Linked DNA regions of Mus musculus: all the other regions are linked to region 1. A link is a contact called in public ChIA-PET, HiChIP or PLAC-seq and promoter capture Hi-C data. All regions are on one chromosome and are shown on one strand. Each heading gives the region's core, a stretch centred on a gene start, on an enhancer-like site or on the middle of the called end of the contact. The rest is flanking DNA. Distances are from core to core; before and after follow the strand shown. Region 1 holds the start of Ubxn4 (UBX domain protein 4). Region 2 overlaps Acmsd (amino carboxymuconate semialdehyde decarboxylase). Region 3 overlaps Ccnt2 (cyclin T2). Region 4 overlaps Zranb3 (zinc finger, RAN-binding domain containing 3). Region 5 overlaps Zranb3 (zinc finger, RAN-binding domain containing 3).

Region 1 (2,508 bases), core at 4-2,503:
ATGAGTTGGCACATGTCTGGAAAACTACATTTTAGGTTAGAAGAGAGGAAGAATCAGGACTGAGTATGTACTTTAAAAACTATGTTAAAAGTTAAAAAAAAAAAAGGTCAACTTGTAATAAAGTAATTATTGCACCTCAGTTCCCTCTGAGTACTATGATAAAAGAGTACCATCTGTGAGCTCAAGTTTATGTTTCGGGAACATTCTAAGACATCAGGTGGTTTCTTTGTGGCTTACCGATGACACAGCTTTCTTGACAGCTCACAACTTTCTAGACCCAGTTGTCTGCCTAGTGGCCTGTCCCAACCACACCCGCACACCAAGAATTAAAAGGTCCAAGCTGCCAGAAGAGGAGATCCCAGAGGACCAAGAAGGGGAACACCAGGGCTGGGGGTCTTGGGGGGGGGGGTCTGCCTGCGACAACCCGATTGCCAAGGCCTGCAGGGCGCGACTCCTCGCAGGGTTCAGTGATTGGGGACAGGGCCTGGACGCGCTTCCCACACAGATGCAGACAGGTCACGCCGGAGTCCCCAACAGACCCCAGAAGCACCAAGTGGCACTGGGCCCGCCCGCGGCCTGGAGAGGCTTGGCGTCTGGGTCGGCCCCGCAGCGGAGCAAGCCTGGAGCCTTATAAAAAAAAAAAAAAAAAAAAAAAAAAGCTGTACTGGCCCGGACAGGAGACGAGCGGCCCCGAAGAGACCGAGTGGACTGGGCGACAGGGTCTTAGGCTGTCTGAGCCCGGCCCACCTTAGCTCCTCCTGCCTAGCTCACTCGACGCTAACGAGAATCCAGAACAAGATCAAAGCGCCACCGTTCTCGGGCCCTCTCCCCAGTCACCTGCCACGAACACCACGAAGACCGCGCCGCTCCTCTTAGCAGACGCGATGGCCGCCGGGATGGCGCCCTGGAACCACAGCATCGTCCCCTTCAGGCCCAGGCGCTCGCTCGGTGTGTCGTCGCCGCGGTGCCACAGCCGACCCCGCCCTCCTGGTTCTTTGGCCTCGTGGCCCCGGCAACCACCGGCTAATCCGGGCCCCGGTCTGAGGACCCAGCCAGCCCGTACGCCCGACAGCCACCCCCTGGGGACGCGCACCGGAGCGCGCTTGGCAAGAAAAGTACGCCCCTGTGTCACGTGACGACGACACTCCTCGTCAGGGGTCGCGCGCCCCGGTGCCTGGTCGGCTAGGTAAGTCCGTAAGTGCGCGCCCCCGCGAAGCCTCGGGTTCCGACTCCAGGAAGTGGAAGGAAGTATCAGGAAGGATGACTAACCGCTACGGCACGTTGACGTCGCCTGCAGTGAGGCTTCCTGGGAATTGTAGTCTTCCGAGGCTTGTTAATTTGCGGAAAGGTAAACTGTGGGCTCAAAGCATGGCGAGAGTGAGCATAGTGAGCACATCAACGCTGTAAGAGTAAATGCTAGGTATCGAGTTGCTGTCACCCTCTGACTTCTGCAAGCAATCTGCTCCACAAATAAACAAGCTTTACGGGGCTTGACCCGAAGCCTTTGGTTTTTATTTAATTTGACCCTGTGAAAAAGATGGGATTCAGAGGGGCGTGGCAAACCACGCATTTAATCCCAGCAATCCGAAAGCAGAGGCCTGCCTGCCTGTATGAGATGGACAGCTTAGTCTACAAGGTGAGTTCCGCGGACTGTCAGGATTTGTACAGAGACCCTGAATAACAAACAAACAAACAAACAAACAAAAACCAACCAACCAACTTACCAAAAACCCCAAACAAACAAAAGAAAAAGACCGGCTAGAGGTACAACAGTGTTCCTCCTCGCCCGCCTCCCACCCCGCAGTACCACATAGGCCCCTTATCTGAAGGGTAAGCGAAGTGGCAGAATGCTGGCTTTTGGCTATAATGTGCATTTACTAACTGGATCACATTGTAAAACCTTCAGCCACTATGCTATGCTATTGAAAAAACTTATTTATTTTTAATTCTGTGAAGACAATCCTCCTACCTGTACCATCCAGCGTGTACCATCTTGGCTGGCTGTACTTAACTTGTATGAATATCATGTAAAGAAAATATTTCTGTTGTTTCCTTGAGTGATAGAGTAAAGAAAGTCTAAATGGAGTAGAATCAACTTGTGTATAGGCCAGTAAGAAAATAAATTAATAACTATGTAAGGTTTATGGATGCATACGAAATCAAAATGGAAGAAAAAACATTTGCACAAGTTTCTAGTGTTTGGTTTCGGACTTGGGGACAAGGGACTGAGGTGCATATTTTCCACACCAAAGCAGACCTGGCCTCCAGGTTCTCCCAGCATCCCTCAGTCCATACCCTGCCTCCAACTTTGAACTTCCCAGTCCAGATCTCTCTCTCTCTCTCTCTCTCTCTCTCTCTCTCTCTCTCCTTGCCCATTCCCACTCCCCCCCCTTCTCTCTTACTATATATCTTCCTCCACTAGCTGCTCCCCTCTCCCTGGTGGCAACTTCCTTGGCCTTGATCCTTGGGGCCAGTGAACTCGCCGACCGAGAGCGGTTTCCCAAAAAC
Region 2 (2,508 bases), core at 5-2,504, 490 kb after region 1:
TGGCATTTAGTAACCTATTAGGGAGAATCCTCTATTTGTCATCTTAAGATGGGCAGGTACATAATTAAAATAAAATGCATTATGGGAAGGGACATTAGCAGTAAGTGTTAGGTCCCAAACCCCAAAAGGCAGTGCCACTTGTCTCAAGATGAGTCTAGGCTCGGTTCAGGCTGATGAAGAAGGATCTTGGGTAAACAGATAAAAGCCCCCATTGCTCGCTCAGAGCCTATATTTCTCTCTGGCTCAAAGAGCTAGTTCCCTTATTTCTTTCAATCTCAGGCAACTGAGGCATCTAGTTACTATCAAAACCTACACTGACCTCCAGGCCCCTTTAGTCCTTTTTAGCTTGTAGCTATGGCGAGTTTCAAAGCCTCTGGGCTCTTCTGGCCCTAAGCTCCCAGGCCTTTCCAGCTTACAAGTTCTTCATCCCCTTAACCTTGCAGCTACCATGCTCCCTTTAAAACTGGCCACTCCCTTATCACCCCCCTCCCGCCCACTCTTTTTCTCTCTGCTCCTAAGAGATAGCACTGGCAGTTGCCAGTTAGTAGTCCCTCCTCCCTGTCTCCTGAGAGGTAGCCACAGCAGCTTTGGACCCCCCAAAATACCCCTGAATATTCTCTACTACCCTAGAGATTGTTACATGCCAGCTTCAAATTTATAATTAACCTTTTCTTTCCAGGCACTATGGATCAGTCCAGTTCCGTGGTTTCAATGCAGCCTCACTCACAGCAAGAAAATAAACATGAGCTAATACTTACTGTCATGTGGTAGCCCTTCACTCCTAATAGAGTTATTTTGCAAATCTATATGAGTTCTTACTTTCAGCTCCTTGGATAAGAGCCCAAGAAGCTGGAAGCATCTGGCCTGGCCCTGACTCTCCAGTGACATTTATTTGCCTTCAGTTTTCTTTTCAATATTAAGGATCAAACCCAGGTCCTTGTGCTTGCTAGGCAAGCACTCTACCCCGGAGCTAAGTCCCCAGCCTCTCTCCTTTCAGTTTTGGATGTGTGGAGTTAGGCTTCTGGGCAGGATAGACAGCTCTCGCCATTTTCTGCCTCTTGGCCTTGAGGAAATTGTTTGGTCCCAGCCTGTGTTGTATCACCAGAGGACGTTCCTTCCTGTCTTGTAGGACTTTTGTGCAGTTTTGTAAATAATGACATTAGTAAAGCTCCTGGTTATGACTTCACCTTGGAGGCAGTCAGCAAATATTAGTCAGCTCTCTAAATTTCCTCATCTGTGAGCTTAGGGAGATTGCCGGGTTCAAATTCTGCCAGTTAGACAAAAGTCAACATTCCTCAGGAAACTGTGAAGCCGGGCTCTCCTCTACCATTGGCAGAAGGGACAAAGGGCTATCTGTGGTAGCCATTAGCATACCAGAGTGCCCCCAGATCTCTCAGTATCACAGGTACCTGTTACACATTTCAGAGTCCTTGCAGGCATCCTGGCTCTTCCCCTTCTGCCTCTTACTCTGGTCCTTCTTCAGCTTAGAAGCTCCCCTCCCTGGCTTCTCATTCTCATTCTATTGCTGCTTAGTCTTAGCCTCTCATTTTCCTTCTCTTTGTCTTCATCTTTCGCTCTCCCCTATATTGCCTTCTCCTCTCATGGCTAAATCCAGTATGCTAGCTATGTTTAGTCTGTTACTTTCTCTGTTCTGGATTCTTCCAGATGCCTCTGGCTCATAGCTACCTGAATTCACATCTACATTGTTCTCTCTCTCACATCTATAATAAAACCCTTCCCTCAACTACACCTTGGAGTGGACATGGTATCAGTTTACACAGTAGTGATGGTTGGCTTCTGGCAATGGGTTATTTTGAGGGTTCTGTGAGAGTATCTGGTGCCTAGGTATAGCTCACTAAATGTTAATGTAATGTTACTGTTAATCCCGTCAAGTTTCTGCTACCTCTTGGGAGCTAAGACTGAAAAATTATTGGGTGGATGTGAATTACTTTAAGTGTTTCCTACTCCTAGAAGCAGCAGTTGGTTCATGTCTCATGCTTTAACCCCCAGGAGCTAGTTGGGAATCCAGAGCTAGAGACTAGATTGTCAGTGAGGACCTCACTGTAGACTCCTTCTGCCCCTCACTGCTCTCCAAGCACAGGTTTGCCTAGCTTCCAGGCCTCCTGGGAATTCCAAGAGCATGGTGGATTGTATCCACAGAAGGGTGTTTTTTCCAGCAGAGCTTCTGATAGACAGGGTGATAGACAATACCATTTCCTTCTGGTTCTTTGTGAGTCAGCTTTCTACTAAGCAGTTGAATGATAGCTCTTCACCCGTGTGTGTGTGTGTGTGTGTGTGTGTGTGTGTGTTACATTCCTTCTAGACTCTGTCCAACAGTTTCCTGTCATTAGCCAAATAGGCTTGACTAACTGTAAAAGAGGCTGCCCTCTTCTGGCTCTCTTACTCTCTCTGCCCACTTTCTCTCCGACCCCTTTCTCCCTCTCTCCTCTTCCCTCTCCCCCCTCCACACGTTCCTGGCCGGTCTCTTCTTTCCTCCTCCTCTCTATC
Region 3 (2,508 bases), core at 3-2,502, 440 kb after region 1:
TCACTGGGAGCTGCTGTGAGCAAAGTCACAGTCATCCTCACACCAATTATTAGCTGCTTTCTACAGCACTGCAACAAGCCAACAAACATTTAAATGCACTTCACATCAAGAGTATGTAAACTTTATTGTGTTTTCCTCTTCAAGCCTTCAGAAATCAACGGCTGATTCTGCAGCCAATCTGGTCAGGACCTCTGAAGGCAAACTGAGTGCTTCCCAGTGTTAAGGACCACCCATGGCACCACATTCCCGTCTAGTAGTGAAGTGTCCCCTCAGCGGCTTCCAGTAAGGCCTAGAGTTTAATTAAGGTTAACATAAAAAAAGTGCCACTTGTGTTTTAGATTAGTGATGGACTCTGACGAGAGAAAATAAAGTTATTCTGTATATTGTTATTCTTACAAGCAGCTCCAATCCTGAGTATTTATGGTAATATCTAAACATACAAAAATGTATGTACATTTTTCTCCACTTTCTTGTAAACAGCTGTCAGTATACTGTTTTATCCCTTTATCACTGAGACATGCAAACCATACATACAAGTATAAATACACAAAAGAAAACAACTGACACTCATTCAAAGCCAAGCAACAACAAAAAACAGCTACAATATTCAAATCATAAATAAGAGAAGCTTGAAGCAGCTTAGGCTCCTAGCAGCAGCCAGCCATTCATCCTAATGTTCTCAGCTGCATCTTCCATGCGGTTACAGTCCTGGTAACACTATCGTATGTGGAGATAGGCTTGTTTACTATCATCTCTTCTTTCAGAATGAAGAACAAAGCAGCACTTACAAATATGGAAGCAGTGGCACCACCGCCGGACCAGGAGGGCGTTTTCCATTCCAACCATTTTTAAATTAAAAAGGCAAGGAAAAGTTGACCTAAACAAAGGTTACATATTCATTCCTTGGGCACTTAGCAGCGAGTCCAGCATGTCGAATGTGTCTTTGTAGTCCATATGCTGGCTGCTTGTACTGTACTCGTGATTGGCCTCAGGACCGTGGGGCTCCACTGGTTTCTTGTCCAGTTTCACGAGGGTGCTGAGATGTCCGTAGCCCACCTGGTATGTGACAGGGGGAGGAGGGGGTAAGGGATGGTTAAAAACAGAGCTGTGAGAGGATAGATACTGCTTAACAGAGGAAGAACTAGATGAACTACCTGCACTTTTGGAACTTTTGCTCATTTTGGAGTGGTGGTTGTGGGAGGCTTCGCTGCTATGCAGCTTCTTCCTTGCACTGGAGGCGGAGGAGACGCCTTCAGGGCCCAGGCCCACAGGACTCCTGAGCACCGTGGGAGGCATTCCATCCGCTGTGTGCTTACTGCCTCCACTGTGCATGTGCAAATACTTGTGGCTGCTGTGGTGGCGGTTGGCAGGGTGCTCCTTGTGCTTCTCCTTGTGGTCTCTGCTGATGTGTGGGCTTGAGTGCTTGCTCTTCCCACTGCCTTCATCAGAAGAGCTGTGTCTTTCCGAGGATGCCACTTTGATTTTCATCTTCAGCTCCTCTTTGCTGGGACCTTTGTCAGGCGGGGGGATGGGAATGCGGAGCTTCAGTGATCCACTCCTCTCCTTTTTCTCTGCCACGTGTTTCTCAGGCCTGTCCGAGTTGGTGAGGGGGAGCTTCATCTTGATGGGAGAAGTGACAGAAGTGCCCGTGACTGCCTGAGCCGGCCCATGCTTGTGCTGCTGTTCTGCATGGGCAGCTAGATAGTGATCCCTTGTGTCCACGTCAAGGGTTTCCAGCTTCCGCTTCTCTCTGTACTTATCTAAAGACATTTTCTGAGGAAGCATTCCAGGAGTAGCAGGTATGGGACCATGGTGTTTACTGCTCCCAGCTTTGTGAGTATATTCTTGCTTAGCTGATGAATGATCAGCAACTTTGTCCGGCCTGTGATGTAATCCAGAATGCAGTGCCATTGAAGGTCCCTGCTGGAAGCTTATGTACTGGCTCCCAGAGAGAGTGGCCTCCTGTTTCTGTGTGTACACTGGGTCTGTCCTGGCTGAATCTGGATGCTGGGGCCACTCTTGGTGTGATGACAAACTGTATGAGGTACTGGGCATTCCTGCTGCTAGCACTGATAAATTATCAGATGCACGGCTATCTTGAACAGAAGTACTTCCTGAATTTAGAGGTATTGGAGCAGGGAACGTTGATGTTGATGGTTTCTGAAAGCTTGGGTTGGCAGGTACACCAGTGACACTATCTACTAAAATAGAATTCTGGACCAAAGATGAACCAAGCAGTGGTGTCTCTGATACTTGTCCATCTACTTTTGGTTTCTTAGCCATAGCCTAGTTAAATGAAAAATAGAAGAAACAATGACAGCAAAGGGATTTAACACAAATGTCTTTGCTTGTAAAACTCTAAAGGAAGTTCATGGAAACAAATCTACCTGAATTCCAAGTTCTATGGCAATAAATGAATGCAGGGGAAGAAGGCTCTATGGTTGGAGAAATAGATATACAGTTCTATCCTAACCCAGGAATTGAGACAGTAACTTGTGTAGGCTTTAG
Region 4 (2,508 bases), core at 4-2,503, 290 kb after region 1:
GAGCTATACCAGGCTCCTGTCAGCAAGCTCTTCTTGGCATCTGCAATAGTGTCTGGTTTTGGTGGTTGTTTATGGGATGGATCCCCAGGTGGAGCAGTCTCTAGATGGTCATTCCTTCAGTCTCTGCCCCAAAAGAATGTTTTCCTATAACTGAGACTGGTAAACCTAGGCTCTCAGGACATTTCCTGTGGGTAAGCACTGCATATATGGATAATGTGCCTTTTTCCAGGCTTCAGCAGAAAGCTTTCTCCCTAACCTAAGCTATGTATCTGCTTCCTCCTAGAGAACTGCCCAGCAAGCCAAGGAAAGAAGTCAGGTGAGACGACTCTCTCTGGCAACAAAGCACGGATCAGACATCACCCGGTTTCTGGTGAAGAAGTAAGGCGAGATATAAACAGAAGCAGATGGCCTGCAGGCAGAAGCAGTTGTCACAATTCATCTTCATGTATGTCTAGTATTTTAAGAATAGGAAGTTTTTAAATATAAGTCAATAACTGAAATTTAGATTTTTGCTAAGCTCTCTTAGTGTTACATACTTAACAGAAACTGAGGGATGATGGGAAGATTCTGGGGTCTTCCTGACTCATGAAGATTGTCAATTATGTTTCAGCAAGATTTTGTTCCGCTTTTTTTCCCCTTCTACACCTTAATCACTGCATTGGGCATGGATAGTGTGGGACAAATATATTCACGCAAACCTGACAGCTCTTGATCACCATTGCTTCTGGACTGTGTAGTATAAAGGGAACATTCCAGAACAATCAGGGACATTTTGGAGACAAGCCATGATTAGTAAGGAATGATTACAGCTCAGGCGCATGTTTGGGGTGCAGCCTCCTTGCTTGATTTCTGGGCCAGTCCTCTTCATTGAAGAGATGCTTTTGTTAATGAACTGATTGTAAGCTCACATGGTGTCTGTGTACAACTGCTGTGCTCTGAGTAACCATGAGAACAAGTGAGAGACCACAGTGCCGCACAGCCTCGCTTCTGTTTTCCTGTTTGCTCCCTTGTTTCCTGTCATGGTTTGTTTTGTTTTTAATGTATAAAATCAGGCTAATTGTCAAAACAGATTTTGTCTCCTGGTCCTCGTTTCCTGGTTTTAAAATCCTGGTAGTGATTTGTTTTGTTCTGTTCTTTCAATAAACCTTGTAATTTTTTAAAAATATTTTTAAATTATGGGTACGTGTATCCCTGTGGGGCCGGGGGAGATGCGCAGTTGCCCACAGAGGTGGTGTAGCTCCCAGGCCTGCCACACAGCAGCTCTGACAGATGCTGCAGACTGAGTTGCTAACCACGGGACCATCTCTCCTTCTCCATATCCTATTTTATTAGGTTTATTTCTGTTACCTCTTAAAAAGAAGGATGGCCAACAAATCGTGGTGGCGCACGCCTTTAGTTCCAGCATTCAGGAGGCAGAGGCAGGCGGATCTTTATGAGTCTGGGGCCAGCCTGGTCTACAGAGTGAGTTCTAGGTCAGGCAAGGCCATGTGGTAAGACCCCGTTTCCACAATAAAGTGACAGTGGGGTTGGGAGGTGGCTCAGTTGATGAGCTGCTGGCCACACAGCATAATAGCTTAAGTCTGAGCCACAGAACCTGTGTGAAAACCTAGGTGTGGTGGCACCTGTGACCCCAGCACCGAGTAGCCAGAAACAGAAGGATCCCTGGGGCTCCCAGGCCAACGGTCCAGGGAAGAGGTAAGCTTCTGGTTTAGTGACATCTGGCCTCCATGTGCATGTTCTCCATACACACATACACACAAGACTAATAGTGATAAAATTCACCACATAAAAACAACCAGAAGGTTAAATGTAGGTCAAACCCAATGGTAACATTAATGAGACACGTGCTAATGATGGACTGGAGAGGTGGCTCGGTGGGAAGAGCACGAACTGTCCTTCTCAAGCGCCAGGGTTTGGGTCCCAGGACCCACGTGGAAGCTCAGAACTGTCCCTCTTCTGGCCTTGGACACTAGCACACGAATTATCCATAGCTACACATGCAGGCAAAACACCCATACAAAGATGAATATAATAAATTTGAAAAAAATATTTAAGTAACCTTTTAAAAAGAAAATAGGGATAATGACAGGAAAGGGCGAAGCCATTCCAGCAACGTCCCCTGCAGGAAGAGTGACAATCAAAAAAGCATCACTCTCAGATCCAAGGAGGAATTCCATCCCCAGAGGCGCCCATGTGTGTACACTGGGATGCAAACCACGTCAAATGCTTAATGTTAGTTAGCAGCTACCAGGTCACACCTTATTTGTAGAAGCCTTATGCACTGTGAGCTATCCTTGCAGAGTGTCATCAAGTCTATAACTGACCTATTGCGTGACGTCAGGTGGAGCTGTCTCTCTTATAAAGCAGATCCTGCACTGTCTGGCCTCTTTCCTGCTCTGCACACCTGCCTTTTTGCAATTTTCCACCTTATTTCCAGTAACCAATCATCATGGTTCGCAGGCAAGAAATGCAGGCCCAGCCCACGGCCCCTCCCCTCCAGCATGTGGT
Region 5 (2,508 bases), core at 5-2,504, 270 kb after region 1:
CTTTTCTTTTTTCATTTGTGGGTGTCAGTGTGCTTTGTGTCTGTGTGTTTGTATGTTTGCGGGTATGTGAAATACATGTGGGAGTGCACATTCATGTGTATGCATATGCATGTAGTAGTCAGAATAAATATTTTAATGCTATTTGAAAAATGTTTCCTGGTCAGTATAATGTTTTAATATGAGTGTCATGTAGTTTATATACAATGTGTTTACAATTTGGCCATGGAAGTATTTTTCTAGGTTTTTGACTTAAAATACTATTTTATTTGCTAAAATTTCTACATATGCAATTCCCCTTTTTACCAGATGCACATCTAAGGAAGATAGTGTATAAAGTATATTTCTATTTTATAACTTCTCTATCTAATTTCCTCACCCGAAGCCTCCTTCACGGGGCTAGCATAAGGGTTGAATGAGTTCAGCACACAGTACGTGCTAAGCAAAGACACATAGGAAGTATGTGGCTATATCCATTCAGTGCATGACTGTGTTCATTCCACTGAGTTATGTGTATTTATGAAGAGTGACACTATAATTGGATTCATTTCCAGTCAGTCTGGTTAATGAAAATGCTAAGTTCTTTCATTTAGGAAGAACAGTTGTTTCCCCATTTCATAACTGTTGGCTGATTTCAGTTTGAAAAAGAGAAACAGCATGATATTCGATCATTCTTCTTACCAAAACTGAAAAAGAGACAGTTAGAAACGACCTGTGATGACCCAGAGGCATTCAAGGAGAAGATTACAGTGGCCTCGGACCCTAGAAAAATGGCTACAAGTGATAGCACTGCTGACAAAAATGGGTGTGAGCCTGAAGCTAAAAGGTTGAAGTCCCTGAGCACCGAGGACCACAGCAGTGCCCTGGAGGAAGGACCGTCCTTGCAAGCCAGAGCCACATCCATGGAAGTTGTCCATGAGGTCAAGCCCCCATTGGCTTCTCCAGCCCTTCCTGAGAAGGGATGGCAGTGTGGCTTCTGCACATTCCTCAACAACCCAGGCCTTCCATACTGTGAGATGTGTGAGAACCCTCGGAGCAGAGCTGGTGAGTGTACGGAAGGTGGGGATGAGGCTGGCAGGGAGGGTGCCCTAAAGACCACCCAAGCCTTTGGGTAGTAATGTTACAGAAGTGCCTCATGACTCAGCAGGGCCTACAGCCCTTAAAATCGAATAAGAAGTTCCCTGAGTAAAGACTGTCGATTCATCCCCTGTGGAATGTGAATGACTCCTGGTTCTGTCAAGAATATATATTCTGAGTGCCACTGGCTTGGCATTAACTTGGCACAAATGGGCATTTCTGAATAATGTCAACAGGATGTGAGCTCAGTGGGCAGGAGAAGCCTTGTTGCTATGGTAGCAAATGTGCTGCCCATCACAGACCTGCTGTTATGAAAGAAGTAGATATTCTTGTTTTTTAAGGAAATGAGATGGTTTTTATATTTAAATAGAATCATTTTGTAACTACTTGGCCTGCTCAGTATTCATTGTGCCATATTTCTTCCTTGACAACTCATAAGCTCTTCTTCAGGTCTTATTAAAAGAATCTAACCAATACATGCATGCAGAATAAATACAATGTAACAGAAAAATATCAGAAATATTAGTATTCTCACTGTTTTCAGTTCCAGAGAATATTTTTATGGCAATGAAAAAATGCCACATTGACAGTTCTGGAAACTAGAAATAGGTTATTTTAACAATGGTATAGTTGTTCACAGTGGTTCTCCTCTATATTCATTCTTCTAACAGCAGGCTCTAACCAGGACAGAACTAAGAGACTCTAATGTTATAGTTTCCCCACCCCTCCTCCTCTCAGTGTTAATCCGAAGGAATACAGAACCTGAGTCTTTCCTCTCTCACTTCTGAGAGCTCTATCAAAATTGACAAGTGGCCGTCTGGGTAGCTGTATTTGTTATGTGGGCACCTGTTCTCTGAAACAAAACTAGAACCACACACTCTCTCCATGTGATGTCCTTGCCACAGTTAACATGACCCCCTGCAATCCCAGCTGGTGCAATCAAAATAAAGCAACTTGTAAAGTTAGCTCACAGCAAGAGTAGAAAGTGACTAGCTTAGGAAAAAAAAAAATCCTAGTTTATTATGTGTTTGATAGTTCTCATTTTCCCTTTTGATGCTAGGAACAACAGTGAAAGTTTCTAGACCTATGATTGAATAAGCAGCCTGCCAAGAAACCTGAAGAAATAAACTCCAGTTGTGAGCGTGAAGTAGCCTGCTTAGGGAAAAGATAAGAGTTTCAAGTAACAGTGCGTTTCAACACGACAGTGCTCAGGTTTACATTATTACAATTGGCATAATGAGCTGGTACCTTGATTTGTTTGTACCCACAAGGTATTAAAGGGCAGAATGAATACTAATTAAAATTTTAATATTGCTTTCTTAAAACTCTTGAAGAAACAGTAGAATCCAAAAGCATTAAAGGAGCCATATGGTTGCTGCAGTTTGTGAAAGCTGCTTTGAAATCAATAGGGCATAGTATACACTGAATGATAAT

The links. Promoter capture Hi-C pulls out the DNA fragments that hold promoters and counts their contacts. ChIA-PET counts read pairs in DNA pulled down with a chosen protein or histone mark. HiChIP or PLAC-seq counts read pairs in DNA pulled down with a chosen protein or histone mark.
Region 2: a promoter capture Hi-C map of liver shows a contact between it and region 1, with 2.0 times the contacts expected there. The contact joins the enhancer-like site here to the promoter of Ubxn4 in region 1. A contact is called at or near these places in 6 of 39 promoter capture datasets (the C10 cell line, the HPC-7 cell line, liver and 2 more) and 2 of 9 other capture datasets (adipose tissue and liver).
Region 3: a contact with region 1 is called in a promoter capture Hi-C map of embryonic stem cells, with 4 times the contacts expected there. The contact joins the enhancer-like site here to the promoter of Ubxn4 in region 1. A contact is called at or near these places in 18 of 39 promoter capture datasets (3T3-L1-derived adipocytes, the C10 cell line, the HPC-7 cell line and 12 more), 1 of 484 Hi-C or Micro-C datasets (bone marrow-derived macrophages), 13 of 115 datasets of contacts at active chromatin or transcription factors (the SCID.adh cell line, bone marrow-derived macrophages, embryonic basal ganglia and 9 more) and 3 of 9 other capture datasets (adipose tissue, liver and pancreatic islet).
Region 4: an RNA polymerase II ChIA-PET map of memory CD8 T cells shows a contact between it and region 1, with 21 read pairs. The contact joins the enhancer-like site here to the promoter of Ubxn4 in region 1. A contact is called at or near these places in 7 of 39 promoter capture datasets (the C10 cell line, the HPC-7 cell line, embryonic stem cells and 4 more), 1 of 484 Hi-C or Micro-C datasets (bone marrow-derived macrophages), 7 of 115 datasets of contacts at active chromatin or transcription factors (bone marrow-derived macrophages, embryonic midbrain, embryonic stem cells and 2 more) and 4 of 9 other capture datasets (adipose tissue, embryonic stem cells, liver and 1 more).
Region 5: a contact with region 1 is called in a FOXA1 HiChIP or PLAC-seq map of pancreatic cancer cells. The contact joins the enhancer-like site here to the promoter of Ubxn4 in region 1. A contact is called at or near these places in 7 of 39 promoter capture datasets (3T3-L1-derived adipocytes, the C10 cell line, cranial neural crest and 3 more), 1 of 15 datasets of contacts at CTCF or cohesin (the NIH/3T3 cell line), 6 of 115 datasets of contacts at active chromatin or transcription factors (bone marrow-derived macrophages, embryonic stem cells, memory CD8 T cells and 1 more) and 3 of 9 other capture datasets (embryonic stem cells, liver and pancreatic islet).

What each region holds. Positions count from the first base shown.
Region 1 is chr1:128,242,882-128,245,389 of GRCm38.p6, reverse strand. It overlaps Ubxn4 (UBX domain protein 4), which reads right to left and starts at 1,253. Exons shown (of 13, transcript NM_026390.3): 1 at 838-1,253. The coding sequence starts at 919. Gm41949 (a long non-coding RNA gene) reads right to left here and starts at 831. Exons shown (of 2, transcript XR_878509.3): 1 at 748-831; 2 at 1-627.
Region 2 is chr1:127,754,682-127,757,189 of GRCm38.p6, reverse strand. The region is part of intron 6 of Acmsd (amino carboxymuconate semialdehyde decarboxylase); the gene reads right to left. The region is part of intron 1 of 2900009J06Rik (RIKEN cDNA 2900009J06 gene); the gene reads left to right. Among named protein-coding and RNA genes, the nearest start is that of 2900009J06Rik, 18 kb to the left of the region's middle. Within about 2 kb of position 1,254, at least 36 of the 459 cell types and tissues checked have an H3K27ac peak or open chromatin away from gene starts, as enhancers often do. A contact at or near this core is called in the HPC-7 cell line and liver, where this site is marked.
Region 3 is chr1:127,801,940-127,804,447 of GRCm38.p6, reverse strand. Ccnt2 (cyclin T2) reads right to left here. Exons shown (of 9, transcript NM_028399.1): 9 at 1-2,286. The coding sequence ends at 889. Among named protein-coding and RNA genes, the nearest start is that of Ccnt2, 29 kb to the right of the region's middle. Within about 2 kb of position 1,252, at least 10 of the 459 cell types and tissues checked have an H3K27ac peak or open chromatin away from gene starts, as enhancers often do. A contact at or near this core is called in embryonic stem cells, where this site is marked.
Region 4 is chr1:127,952,841-127,955,348 of GRCm38.p6, reverse strand. Zranb3 (zinc finger, RAN-binding domain containing 3) reads left to right here. Exons shown (of 21, transcript NM_027678.3): 21 at 284-1,170. The coding sequence ends at 382. Among named protein-coding and RNA genes, the nearest start is that of Gm28800, 6.8 kb to the left of the region's middle. Within about 2 kb of position 1,253, at least 10 of the 459 cell types and tissues checked have an H3K27ac peak or open chromatin away from gene starts, as enhancers often do. A contact at or near this core is called in memory CD8 T cells, where this site is marked.
Region 5 is chr1:127,974,672-127,977,179 of GRCm38.p6, reverse strand. Zranb3 (zinc finger, RAN-binding domain containing 3) reads left to right here. Exons shown (of 21, transcript NM_027678.3): 13 at 636-1,041. Among named protein-coding and RNA genes, the nearest start is that of Gm28800, 15 kb to the right of the region's middle. Within about 2 kb of position 1,254, at least 88 of the 459 cell types and tissues checked have an H3K27ac peak or open chromatin away from gene starts, as enhancers often do. A contact at or near this core is called in the NIH/3T3 cell line, bone marrow-derived macrophages and pancreatic cancer cells, where this site is marked.